Regions from separate parts of the Mus musculus genome. Here regions 2, 3 and 4 are each linked to region 1. A link is a contact called in public promoter capture Hi-C data. All regions are on one chromosome and are shown on one strand. Each heading gives the region's core, a stretch centred on a gene start, on an enhancer-like site or on the middle of the called end of the contact. The rest is flanking DNA. Distances are from core to core; before and after follow the strand shown.

What was found. Promoter capture Hi-C pulls out the DNA fragments that hold promoters and counts their contacts. Capture Hi-C pulls out chosen DNA fragments and counts their contacts.
Region 2: a contact with region 1 is called in a promoter capture Hi-C map of neural stem cells. The contact joins the enhancer-like site here to the promoter of Gstm1 in region 1. A contact is called at or near these places in 1 of 39 promoter capture datasets (neural stem cells), 2 of 484 Hi-C or Micro-C datasets (the HL-1 cell line and liver), 2 of 115 datasets of contacts at active chromatin or transcription factors (microglia and pancreatic cancer cells) and 1 of 9 other capture datasets (pancreatic islet).
Region 3: a contact with region 1 is called in a promoter capture Hi-C map of liver. The contact joins the promoter of Sypl2 here to the promoter of Gstm1 in region 1. A contact is called at or near these places in 1 of 39 promoter capture datasets (neural stem cells), 2 of 115 datasets of contacts at active chromatin or transcription factors (large pre-B cells and memory CD8 T cells) and 3 of 9 other capture datasets (adipose tissue, liver and macrophages).
Region 4: a promoter capture Hi-C map of adipose tissue shows a contact between it and region 1. The contact joins the promoter of Cyb561d1 here to the promoter of Gstm1 in region 1. A contact is called at or near these places in 4 of 39 promoter capture datasets (the 3T3-L1 cell line, hippocampal neurons, liver and 1 more), 1 of 484 Hi-C or Micro-C datasets (embryonic stem cells), 3 of 115 datasets of contacts at active chromatin or transcription factors (bone marrow-derived macrophages, memory CD8 T cells and pancreatic cancer cells) and 3 of 9 other capture datasets (adipose tissue, liver and pancreatic islet).

Annotation. Positions count from the first base shown.
Region 1 is chr3:108,016,634-108,019,258 of GRCm38.p6, forward strand. It overlaps Gstm1 (glutathione S-transferase, mu 1), which reads right to left and starts at 1,340. Exons shown (of 8, transcript NM_010358.5): 1 at 1,107-1,340; 2 at 718-793; 3 at 251-315. The coding sequence starts at 1,142.
Region 2 is chr3:107,792,345-107,794,969 of GRCm38.p6, forward strand. The region is part of intron 2 of Gm40121 (a long non-coding RNA gene); the gene reads left to right. Among named protein-coding and RNA genes, the nearest start is that of Csf1, 33 kb to the left of the region's middle. Within about 2 kb of position 1,322, at least 178 of the 459 cell types and tissues checked have an H3K27ac peak or open chromatin away from gene starts, as enhancers often do. A contact at or near this core is called in the HL-1 cell line, liver and neural stem cells, where this site is marked.
Region 3 is chr3:108,225,294-108,227,918 of GRCm38.p6, forward strand. It overlaps Sypl2 (synaptophysin-like 2), which reads right to left and starts at 1,306. Exons shown (of 6, transcript NM_008596.1): 1 at 1,071-1,306; 2 at 830-904. The coding sequence starts at 1,124.
Region 4 is chr3:108,199,516-108,202,140 of GRCm38.p6, forward strand. It overlaps Cyb561d1 (cytochrome b-561 domain containing 1), which reads right to left and starts at 1,319. Exons shown (of 3, transcript NM_001081320.2): 1 at 1,112-1,319; 2 at 610-647; 3 at 1-200. The coding sequence starts at 1,259.

The sequences.
Region 1 (2,625 bases), core at 90-2,589:
ATGGGGTACCTGAATCCTTTCTCTGGGTGAGAGAAGACACAGGGCCTGACAGTGTGCCTGCCATGGGAAGCCCTCCATGGGCACAGTGTGCACTGAATGAGAGAGCTGGGGCACAGCCCATCACAGAACACTGTGCAGCCAGCAGGGATGGAGCAGGAGAGCAGAAACACTGATCCTAAACCCTCAGCCAGGCCAGGAGATGAGGTGAGATCACCGTGTCTTCCCCAAACCTCTCCTCCCCTGCACCTACATTGGGAAAGTCCAGGCCCAGCTTGAACTTCTCATTCAGCCACTGGCTTCTGTCAAAGTCGGGAGCTGTAAACAAGAAGATGTGAAAAGGCATTACCCCACTGTCCCACCCTTCTACAGATTATCGACCAGTAGCAAGAACCCCTAAGGCAGGGCCTCTGCAACCTGTTACAGAGAGTTACTTTCCAATGTGGAGAAGGGTCTGAATAACAACTGATAATAAAGGCAGCCTGGACCCAATAAGACCCCAGTAGTGAATTCTGTCGAATTATAAATACAAATGGACCAAGGAACTCCATTCTCCATGATCTATATTGGAAAATCAAACTGCACTCTCAAAGAGGTTTCTGGAAGCAGCAGCCTCTATCTTTAGCTAGAGGGAGACCAGCAGGGCTAAATAACGGGAAATCTAGGCATAGTTTGATAGGTAAGAGGGAAGCAGGTGTCTGACCAGGAAGGTGGCATTACCGTCACCCATGGTGTATCTCTTCTCATCATAGCTTGAGTCTGTGTATTCCAGGAGCATGCGGATCGGGTGTGTCAGCTGGGAGAGATGACCAGAAGAGACAGAGGTCAGACATTGTGGGGACTTCTTTGTATGACTTCATCTTCACCCGTTGAGACCTCCCACACTGCACAAACGCCGTCACCCCGCACGTGCATGTGCACACCACACACATACGCGCGCGCGCACGCACACACACACAGCCACCCAAGTGCGTAAACTGAGCGCTGAGAGCTACAGGCAGGAGATTCCAGTGAGAGCTGAAGAGTACCCGCTGTAGGAAGGGCTCCTGCTCTTAAGAACTTTCTGCTTCACATCCCAGTCCCACCCTCCAAGTGGACCCCTCTCTCACTCCGCGGACGTTCCAGTATCCCAGTATCATAGGCATGGTGCTGGTGCTGTGGTCTTCTCAAACTGGCTTCAGCAGGACTGACCTGTGTGTTTGGAGTTGTGACTTTATACAGACTACTAGAGAAACGTGGGCAGGACAAAACAGCGGGTCCCTCCCAACCCTGCACCAATCCCAATTAGGCACTCCCCTTCCTAGGTCTGTAACCAGAGCAGCAGACCCTAAAGCGGAAGGCAGAGGCCACACCCTCTCCGGGAGAGGCGGGGTTAAGATCCTTAGCGGCCTCTGTCCCGGGATTCTGTTTTGCACACGCTGAAACAGAATCTGCTCTCCTGCTTCCCCCGAAACCCTCTTAGCGACTGCCGCCATCGCCGCCTGCTGGATGCTCCCTAGACTAGCTAGCACTTTGCCTGGAGTCTGGCCAGACAGCGAAAGAACATTGGGTGGGTGTTCTCCCGCCTTCCTTTCTTTTGCAGAGCTCGGTTTTCACACCCAGACTGTGGGAATCTGTCATTGGGGAGGCTCAACTCTCAGCTTAAAGACAAAAAGGCGAGAGCCCCCGACCTGAGAGTTTAATGTAGCACTTATCGTCATGGAAAGAACTCTGTCAGTCTGACAGGTACCGGATTTTTGCGCACACAGCCTCAAGTTACAGGAACAGTCGGTGACATGGAAACAACCCCAAGGCAGAGATAAACAGGGCTCCGTATTTTCCTTTAGGGGGTTTGAGAACTGTTATCAGTTATTAAAAAACTAATCTGTATTTTGGCCGTGTTTATGAATCTAAATTCAAGTACCAACCACAGAGGGGCCGGAAGTTTGAGGGAAGCCACAGCTGTGGACAACAGTCAGCTGACAAAACCCAGCAGAGCACAAGGGAGAAAAAGAGCCCACGCTGGGTTGTGCCATAGAGAGGGAGAGCATGTGACCCAAGAAGTTTGCTTTCAAGGGATACCAGGATGCTGTACACATGGGAGCCCAAAGCAAGACCCTCAGCTGTCCCTAAATGCAGGACCTGGCCCAGGCTCCGGACATGCGTTTGTATATGACAGGGTGGCTCAAATGACCTTTCAGGTTACCCTGAGATATATAGTAGTATATCCTTCACAAGTAGTATATGCCCTGTAGTATTACCTTCACAAGGTCAATGTCCTCCCAAGAACACTGTCCTACCTGTTTACTTTCTTTTTTGCAGACAACCAAGAGGCTTGATGGAAGGGGAGACTAAAATGAGTTTACAAGTCAAAGGCCAAGGCTGTTGCTCTGCAGGACGTACATTTTGGGATTAAATCATCCTTTACTGGGACTACGGGGTATGAAGGCAACATATCATGTCACCCACATAGGAGCTGTGCAGTGAGGTTGCAGGGGGCAAGCAGAGGCCATCTCATCCTAGGACATTAAAGAAACCACATGTTCTGCAGGTCTTGGTGAGGATGCACGAAAAGTGACCATGTCACTGGGGCTTTAGCAGCAGTTTGGTGGGAACTACAGGGACATATTTTGCAAGTATGAATGAGGC
Region 2 (2,625 bases), core at 72-2,571, 220 kb before region 1:
TACTTCTTTGGGACAGTAGTTTCTTCTATAGAAACAGTACTTCTAGCCTTAAAGTATGGATAGAATGATGGATGTGATAGGCTTTGAAGCTTTCAAGTTTTGCTCAAACCTAAGAAAAATGGAAGGCTGTACAGTTGGGATCAGGGCCTATCCAGAGCCAGTATAACAAAGAAACAAGGGCCAAAGGGGTGGTTAACATGACCACTATACACAAAGCTCACTTTTGCTAGGGACTTGCGATATGACCAGACTAGATCAGAAACCTCCACTTTATATGCCAGACAGCACCATGATATTTTATAAGATTCATTTTTACTTATGTGTATGTATCTGTGTGTCTGGTATGTCTGGTGTGTGTGTGTGTGTGTGTGTGTGTGTGTGTGTGTGTGTGTGTGTGACACGTGCACTGTAGATGAGGGTGTCAGATCCTCTGGAACTGAAACTCCAACATTTGTGAACCACATGACTTAGATGCTTGGAATGAACTAGGATCCTTTGGAAGAGCAGCATAGGCTCTTAACTATCAAGCGTTCCCTCCAGCGCTCCACCCCCCCTCATGCCCCCCCCCCCATGATTCTTACACCATCCATGTTAAACAATCTCACCAGTCTTCGACCTGTCCGGTTGTGAATGAAATAGGGACCTAGAAAACCAGAACACTGTCTAAAAGTAAGGCCCAAAGAGGAAAACATATTAAGCAAGTTCACAACCAGTTATTAATAACAAGGCAATGCTTAGGAGAAGCCTAGGATACCACAAGGCTACACAGCAGCAGAACTTGGGCTTAGTGGTGGGCATCACAAAGGGCTTCATTTGAGCTGAGAACTACTTGCAAGGCATTGATTAATTCTAAAAGTTTCCAGATGCCAAGTGGGTTCCCCACATGCAGTACCCAGGAAACTGGATATTGTGGACTGGAGTCCTTAGGCCACATAGGATCACAAGTAAGGGGCAGGCCTGCGGGTGAGATGTCCTAAGGCTGGAACTCTAGCAATCTGAGGGCTGCTCCTCAACCCTCCTGACCCTGACCCTCCCCCAGCCTACCTACCCTTGAACACACTGAGCCACTGGGACAGGACAGCAAGGTTCTGGCAGCTCAGCCACCCGTGGATGCAGTGGGGCAGGGCCTCATGACCTCATCGCTATGGAGTCTTACACCCCTGCCAGCAGGAGAAGAATATAAATGGGGAAAAGTCCCCTCCAGGTTTGCTGAGGAAGGCCGGGGCTTTGCAGACTCCTGCAATGTGGCTGCTCAGGAGGCCTGAATGGAATTCGGAATTCGAAAGTACTTGTTTCTTGGCAGAAAAAAAATTCCAAAGATTGCTCAACATTCCTTTGACTCCAGGAGCGGGAGTTTGGCAGCAGCCCGTGGAAGCCTGAAGGAATGGGAGCCTGTGGGTGTGCCTTGCAGCGTGGCCAGCACAGGCTGGGGAATAGCCCCTCTGCTCTACTCCCTGGGGGATGAGAGAGAGGGGAGAGAGTAGAGATGTGAAGTTCTTGCCCTCCTGATGAAGGAGCTGCAATGTTATGAAGCCAGCCAGAGACTGGGAAGCCAGACTCTCTGGCTCTATGCAAAGCCCTATTTTCATCGCTGTCAGGAAACATGGGAGTAGCTCACTCCCTTGTAGCCTTCCTGTGGTTGCCAAGGAGATGAGCTCCCTCTCCCCAGCTCTCTGCTTGATAATGGCAGATGTAGCTGACATATCTCCTCCTCCATGAAGCCTGCTCCCTGCCTGGGTTGAAATGCACCTGTCAGCACCTCTAGGCACTTACACTATGACTCATGTTGTGGCTGTTTCTAGAAATGTCTACCTTCCATCAGACAAGAAGGGAAACTAGGGTCCATGTTATGTCTGTAGAATCCTGCAGTTTGGTAAGAGATCTGGACATCAAGATGTCCAAAATCGGCAAAGAGTATAAATGTGGAAGGACAAGCATAGGTTAGAGTGCGCGCTCACTCAAGATCCATGCGTCACGATGGTAAGAAGCTCCTGGCAATGTCGGTTTCAAAATTACGAGAAGATGGACATATTCAAATTAGCAAATTCCTACTAACCACTATTACTGTTTTAGTGTTTGCTTAGTGTTTAGTTGTGTAGATGTGAAATATAGTAAGATCCTCCATTGTGTGAGTGAGACATGTGTAGATAATTATTAAACTAGATTAAGGGAAAACGGCCTTTGGGGTATAGGTATGAGGCGATATTATCATAAAAAATGCAATACAGAAAAAATTAAAATTTCACCAGAGGGTTTTGGCTTTAAAATGAAATATTTCCTTGAGGCTCATATGGTGAGCGCTTGGTCTGGTGTATTCTGGGAGGTTCCGAGCACTTTAGGAGGAGGGATCTAATGGGAAAAGAAGGCTTCTGAGAAGGCATGCCTTAGCTTGGTCCCCACTCCATTCTTCCCTCTCTGCTTCCTGTTCACTATGGGTAGTAGTCCCCCATGCTAAAGATGGCTCCTGCCACTACAATGGTGGGTCTCACCACAAGCTCAGAAACAACAGAATCAGACTGGACTGCAGACTGTGAAACTGTGAGCTATGATAAATCTTTCCTCTAAAGTTGTTGATGAGGGGGTTTGGGTGTCCTTGTGGAGAGTCTGGTCACACACACACACACA
Region 3 (2,625 bases), core at 56-2,555, 210 kb after region 1:
GCCATGGGCCGGTGAATGTTTCAAGGTCACAGGGTAAATCTAATATTGAGCTATACTCTAGAATGCTGACAGGCATTTGATCCATGTTTGACTAATGTTGGAAACTAGTGTCCAGAGAAGTGACTTGTCCAAGGTCATAGAGCTGAGACAGGTAGCTCTAGGCCTGCAACCTACCATCCCTCCTTCCCGGCTCAATGTTCTGTTATGCCAGCTGTCACATTTTCTTCTGTCTTAATTGGTTTTTTTATGTAATCATTGGATTGGGAAACTGTTCATTCATCCATCCATTTCTTTACTCGGTTACAGTTTCCCAAATTGCTCCAGTGACTTCAGCTGGTAGTCTGTCTCCTGAGTCCACCCCAGGGATCATCCAGGTCCTAGAAGGTTCCAGGCAGGATGGTTTCTGTAACCCATTTCCTTTCCTGGTGCCTTTAGTAGTAGCGTTGTTCTCACTGCAAAGTGGACCTTACCCTCCTTGTCCTCCTCACCCCTCCCGCCACTGAAGAGTGGTATGTGCAGGATCAGAGTTCTGGAAAGGTTACACCCGGGTCTTCTCGTCCGAGTGAAATGTGAGCGCCCTGGGCAAAGGCGCCTTGCACATAGAAGGTCCGAATCCGGGACTCCGCATGCCGGGCTCCTCTCCCTCCTTCCACCGAGCGCTGGAGCAGCAACCCTGGTTCTCCCCTCCCCCGCCCACCTGTCGCCACCCCCCACCCTTCCGCGGTGGCTGGGCCCGCTGCATCTCCCCAGCCTCCTCCGGGGCCACATTGCTTCGGGTCCGCGTCACAATCCAGGCTCCCGAAATAGCCCGGGGTTAGGGCCGACTCACCCACTGGAGAACTTTGATGAAGCCCAGCGGCTCCTCCAGGCGCTGCCAGCGCAGCCCCAGGAGCAGGCGGTCCACCTGCGGAGACAAAGCCAGCAGACGGTCAAGGCGGGCCGGCCCGGAGGGAAAGCGTGGGGCTTTCTATTCACATTGCGGGGGCGGGAGAGACGGAATCAGACACATTCGGGACATCTAGGTAGACAGGGACTAGCGAGAGTCCACAGGCCGGGTACTCGGGGCTTACCTGCTGGCGCGGAGACTTGTCCGAGGTGCGGCCGGGGCTCTCCGTCGAGGACATGCTGGCGCGTCGGGGCGCAGTGCAAGGGTTCGACTCCCTGGCCGGGAGGCTGCGTGGGGCGCGGGGGCGCTGGGGGCGGCGGGCTCGAGGCCGTGGGCAGGCCGGGCTCCAGGCTGGCGGGCTGGGTCGTGGGGGCGCTGCTGCTCGCGCTCTCGGAGGCTCTGTCCGCCGCGCTGCCCCGCCGGCTGCAGAAAACCCCCGAGTCCGATTCAAACTTCTGTCAAACAATCTGGCGGACTTGGCAGCCGAGTCACGTGGCGTGCGATCGCGAACCCTGCTCCCGCCCCTTGCTCTCCCCTTTTTCCGCGCGTAGGGCGCCTTAAAGGGACCTGTGGAGCCTGCTAGCCGTCGGGCTGCCAGAAGGCTCCGGGGTTTTTGCCAGAAGCTTCCAGGATGGGTCCCCACTAGAACAGCCCAGCTGCTTCAACGCCACGGCCAAGGTCAGGAACCTACACGGGATGCGTGGGCTCTAGTGCAGCTTTCCCGATTTTCCTGGGTTCTGTGGAAGGGTTTTCTTCTACAAATACCGTAGTGACTAGAGCACACAAGATTTACCTAAGGCATTCTTAGTGCTTCTGCTGCTGTAACAACGGCGCTCCACCAGCCAGAACAAAGAACTGAACTTTTACTTCGCATCAGACACGGTCTTACTTTTTAACAACAAACAGCGTTTGGATGTTAATGAGTTTTAAAGTTATCAAACTTTAAAAAGTAAGAATTCGATCTCCTTTTAACCGCCAACACTATTTAAATGAGAATGAAGTCTCGGAGGAGCCGTGGGAGTGGAGATTAGCGTTTGTATTGAAAACTAGGCAGAGTTGCAGTTTGATTGACTTTGAATGGGCCTAATTTTCGAAAAGTGTTCTGCGGTAGCCGGAAGTGAGCAGTTGCTAGTATTACACATTAGGTTTACAAGGAGTGGAAATCTAGGTAGTTAAAGATGACTTCATTTACCCAAAGAAGCTGAATGAGCCAATGGGCGGGCCCAGGAGGAAACCAGCCTTCCTTCTTTGCTCTTAACTCTCGTCCATCAAAGTCATTTCTTTGATGATCTGCCACTATGCTTCCAGCATTTCAAAACCAATGCTTTTTGATTAAATGTTCTGCTGTTATTTATACAATCCAGCCATTGGATAAATGTCTTCCCAAACCTGGCCATGAGTGTGTGGGGAGGCAACCAGCTAAGGCTGGAGTTGAAGGAAACTTCTGCCATGGAATTACATGCAAATTTGGGCTAAATAAGGAATTGCTGAGTCCACAGATATGCCCGTAATAAATCATGGGGACAGGAGAAATGGTTCAGCAGTTAGGAACATTGCTTTCTCAGAAAACCATGGTTTGGCTCCTGGAACTCACATGGCACCTCACACACATCTGCAATTCCACTTCTAGGCTATTCATGGCCCCATTTGGCCCCTGGACACCAGGCTTACACATCAGATGCACATACACGCCTCAGGCAAACACTCACATACATAAAGTAAGGATCAATACATCTTTT
Region 4 (2,625 bases), core at 69-2,568, 180 kb after region 1:
CAGCTGTGCCAGGACACCAAATGGGACATCTCACTTCGGATCTTGCTGGAAATGATGAAGCCCAAGCCTAGGACAGCACAGAGGATGGCCATGGTCTGCCCTGCCCAGTGGAGTCGAATCCGGGTTTTTCGAGAGCAGAAGAAGAACAGGGAGTGCTCAGGTGAGAAGAGTAGAATAGCTTCAGCCATGCAGAGACAGAACTGTAATCATAAGGAAAGGCCAGTGAGCCTCTAGTCTACATGGAGCGCAAGGAAAAGGAGGTCTTCTCACACATTCAGAAGGACACGGGGAAGCTAAGGACTTGCAGCCTCACACACATCCTTTCTGGACCACAGAACAGCAAACATTCTACTGAGAACTTTCTACTGAGTTCTGAGGACAAAGCCTTGATAAACATCCTTCTTGCGTCTTCCTTTTAGGCACTAGAGGAGAAATATCTTCTGTTCCCCCTTTCCCTGACCTTCTCAGCCACCTGACACTTTACTCCACTTTCCCCAATCCTATAGGTTTTAGGGAAAGATGAAGCCCTCTTTAAACCCATCTCTCTGACCCTTAGGCTGAAAAACTGAATGTCTCCCCAAGAGTTAATCTAAGAATATCCGAACTCACCGCCAAGGCCATGAACACAGGGTGCCAGGAGAAAAGACCTAAGTAAGAATCAAAGAGAATAGGCTGACGGCTGGGCTTCACTGATACTGTCCCGTGGTTTGTAAATGACAAAGACCGGGCCACAAGGTCAGCATATCATCTTAAACCTAAACAAGAATCAGGAGCTCACCACAAAGGGAGGAGTCAAGGGGCCCTTACACCCCCTTGGCCTGGGGATTGCACTTGCTGCAGCCCAGTCCCTAGAGTACCTTAGCCTGCCCAGGACCCTCTAACGCTTTTCCATGTAGGGCCTCCTAAGGAAGTATCAGTTCTGTCTTTTCAAGCCCCACCCTCCCTGGACTTCCGGGAACCCGCCTACTACGCTTTTACAACCACTCCCGGACCCGCCCCTCCTCAGCTGAGGGTCCAGGTTTCCAGTCTCCCAGTGCGCCCAAAGCGGCCCCTCCAGCGCCTAGGCTCCGCCCCTTCTTTGGCCCCGCCCCACCTCGCCTCGCACACTCACTGGTTCCGGGCCGGGACAGCACAGTCAGAAAGATGGTGAAGCCCAAAGCTATCAGGTGCGCCAAGATCCCACTGCCTCTCCGCAGCCAGCGGGTCAGTCTCGGCTCCCTCGCTGGAGCGGGAACCAGACCTACCTCCATGGAATGCATAGCAGTGCCAGGCCGGCCGGCACAATCCAGCTACCAGAGGCTTCTTCCGGGTTTGCTATCGCGGAGGCGGCGGCGGCTACAGGAGAGGCTCCTCCCCGGGGAAGCTGCGGGGCCGTGTGGCGGAGGTGCCCACAGCGCCCTCTGTAGAGTGGGGGGGAAGCGCCTCGGCCCCAAAGGGCGGCTCCCGGAAACCTCCACTGACCTAATCGAGCTCCCAACCCACCTTCATTCTATCTTTGTGTCTATAAGGGTATCTCAAGAGGTCTGCGAAAATTACATCGGTAGCAACTGATACCAGCGAAATCCCAAATCACACACTTGATTCGCTGACCCAAGAGCATGAAACCAGTGTTCTGAGCAGCTTTCTAGAAGTACTGGATTCCCTGGACTGCTTACTTCTCAGACATTTCTGGCTTGTTCAAGAGACAAGATTTCTCCCTGTATTAACATAAATGAAAAGCCAAAACCTAGTGATCTAATCTGATGACTTCAGGTATGAAAACCAAAAGAAGCAATCTCATCATCCCTGCTTACAGGCGTAGTTGCTCCCCATCCCCTCCCTCCCACGCTGCCCCCTCAAAATATTCCAGATCCATGGGGCACTTTCAGCCTTTGCTGCCGCCACAGTAGAACCAGAGCTTTCCACAACCCCAAGTTCTGCTACACTATTACCTCCAAAAAGGTATGACCCAACCTAAAGAGTTCTATATGGGAGAAGCTTTACTCCGTTCAGGGCAAACTCACAGAAGAGACCAGAATGAGCTGTCCAGTGGGTAGGGAAATGGCTCTGTGGTTAAGAGTGCATATTCCTCTTGCTCAGGGGGCTCACAGCTGACTGTAACTAGCTACAGGGGGATCCCACACGTCTCGCCTCCGCAGGCATCACATGCGCATACCCACACACAGACACCATAATTAAAAAAAAAAAAAAAAAAAAAGCTGTCCAGCACTTCTAGAGCAGTGATCGCCAAGCTCAACCTCTGCATGGCTGAGGAACTAAGGCTGGTTTTAAGACATGGGAAGGGCAAGAACAGCCATTTGTAGAGGGATGGAAGCCCAGAGTAGCTAGAAAACCAGAAAGGGGCCATAAGCTAACTCCCACAAACCCTCAGGACAAAAACCCAAGGATGGCGTCAGGTGTGAGACCCCTTCCCTCTCAGTTCTTTCCCAGTGGAACCATAGTTGTCGCTCTTAAGCCTCTGGGGTGCCTGCTCACTCAGCGTCATATGCCTTATCATCCTCTCTGAGAAGATTCCCAGGGATGCCAGCTCCAGGTTTCTGTGTGCAGTGTGTGTGTGCTGGGGTGTACACTGCCTGTCATCCCAGCCTCTCGGGTTGGAGCTGCGGAGAGTAAGGACACTCACTC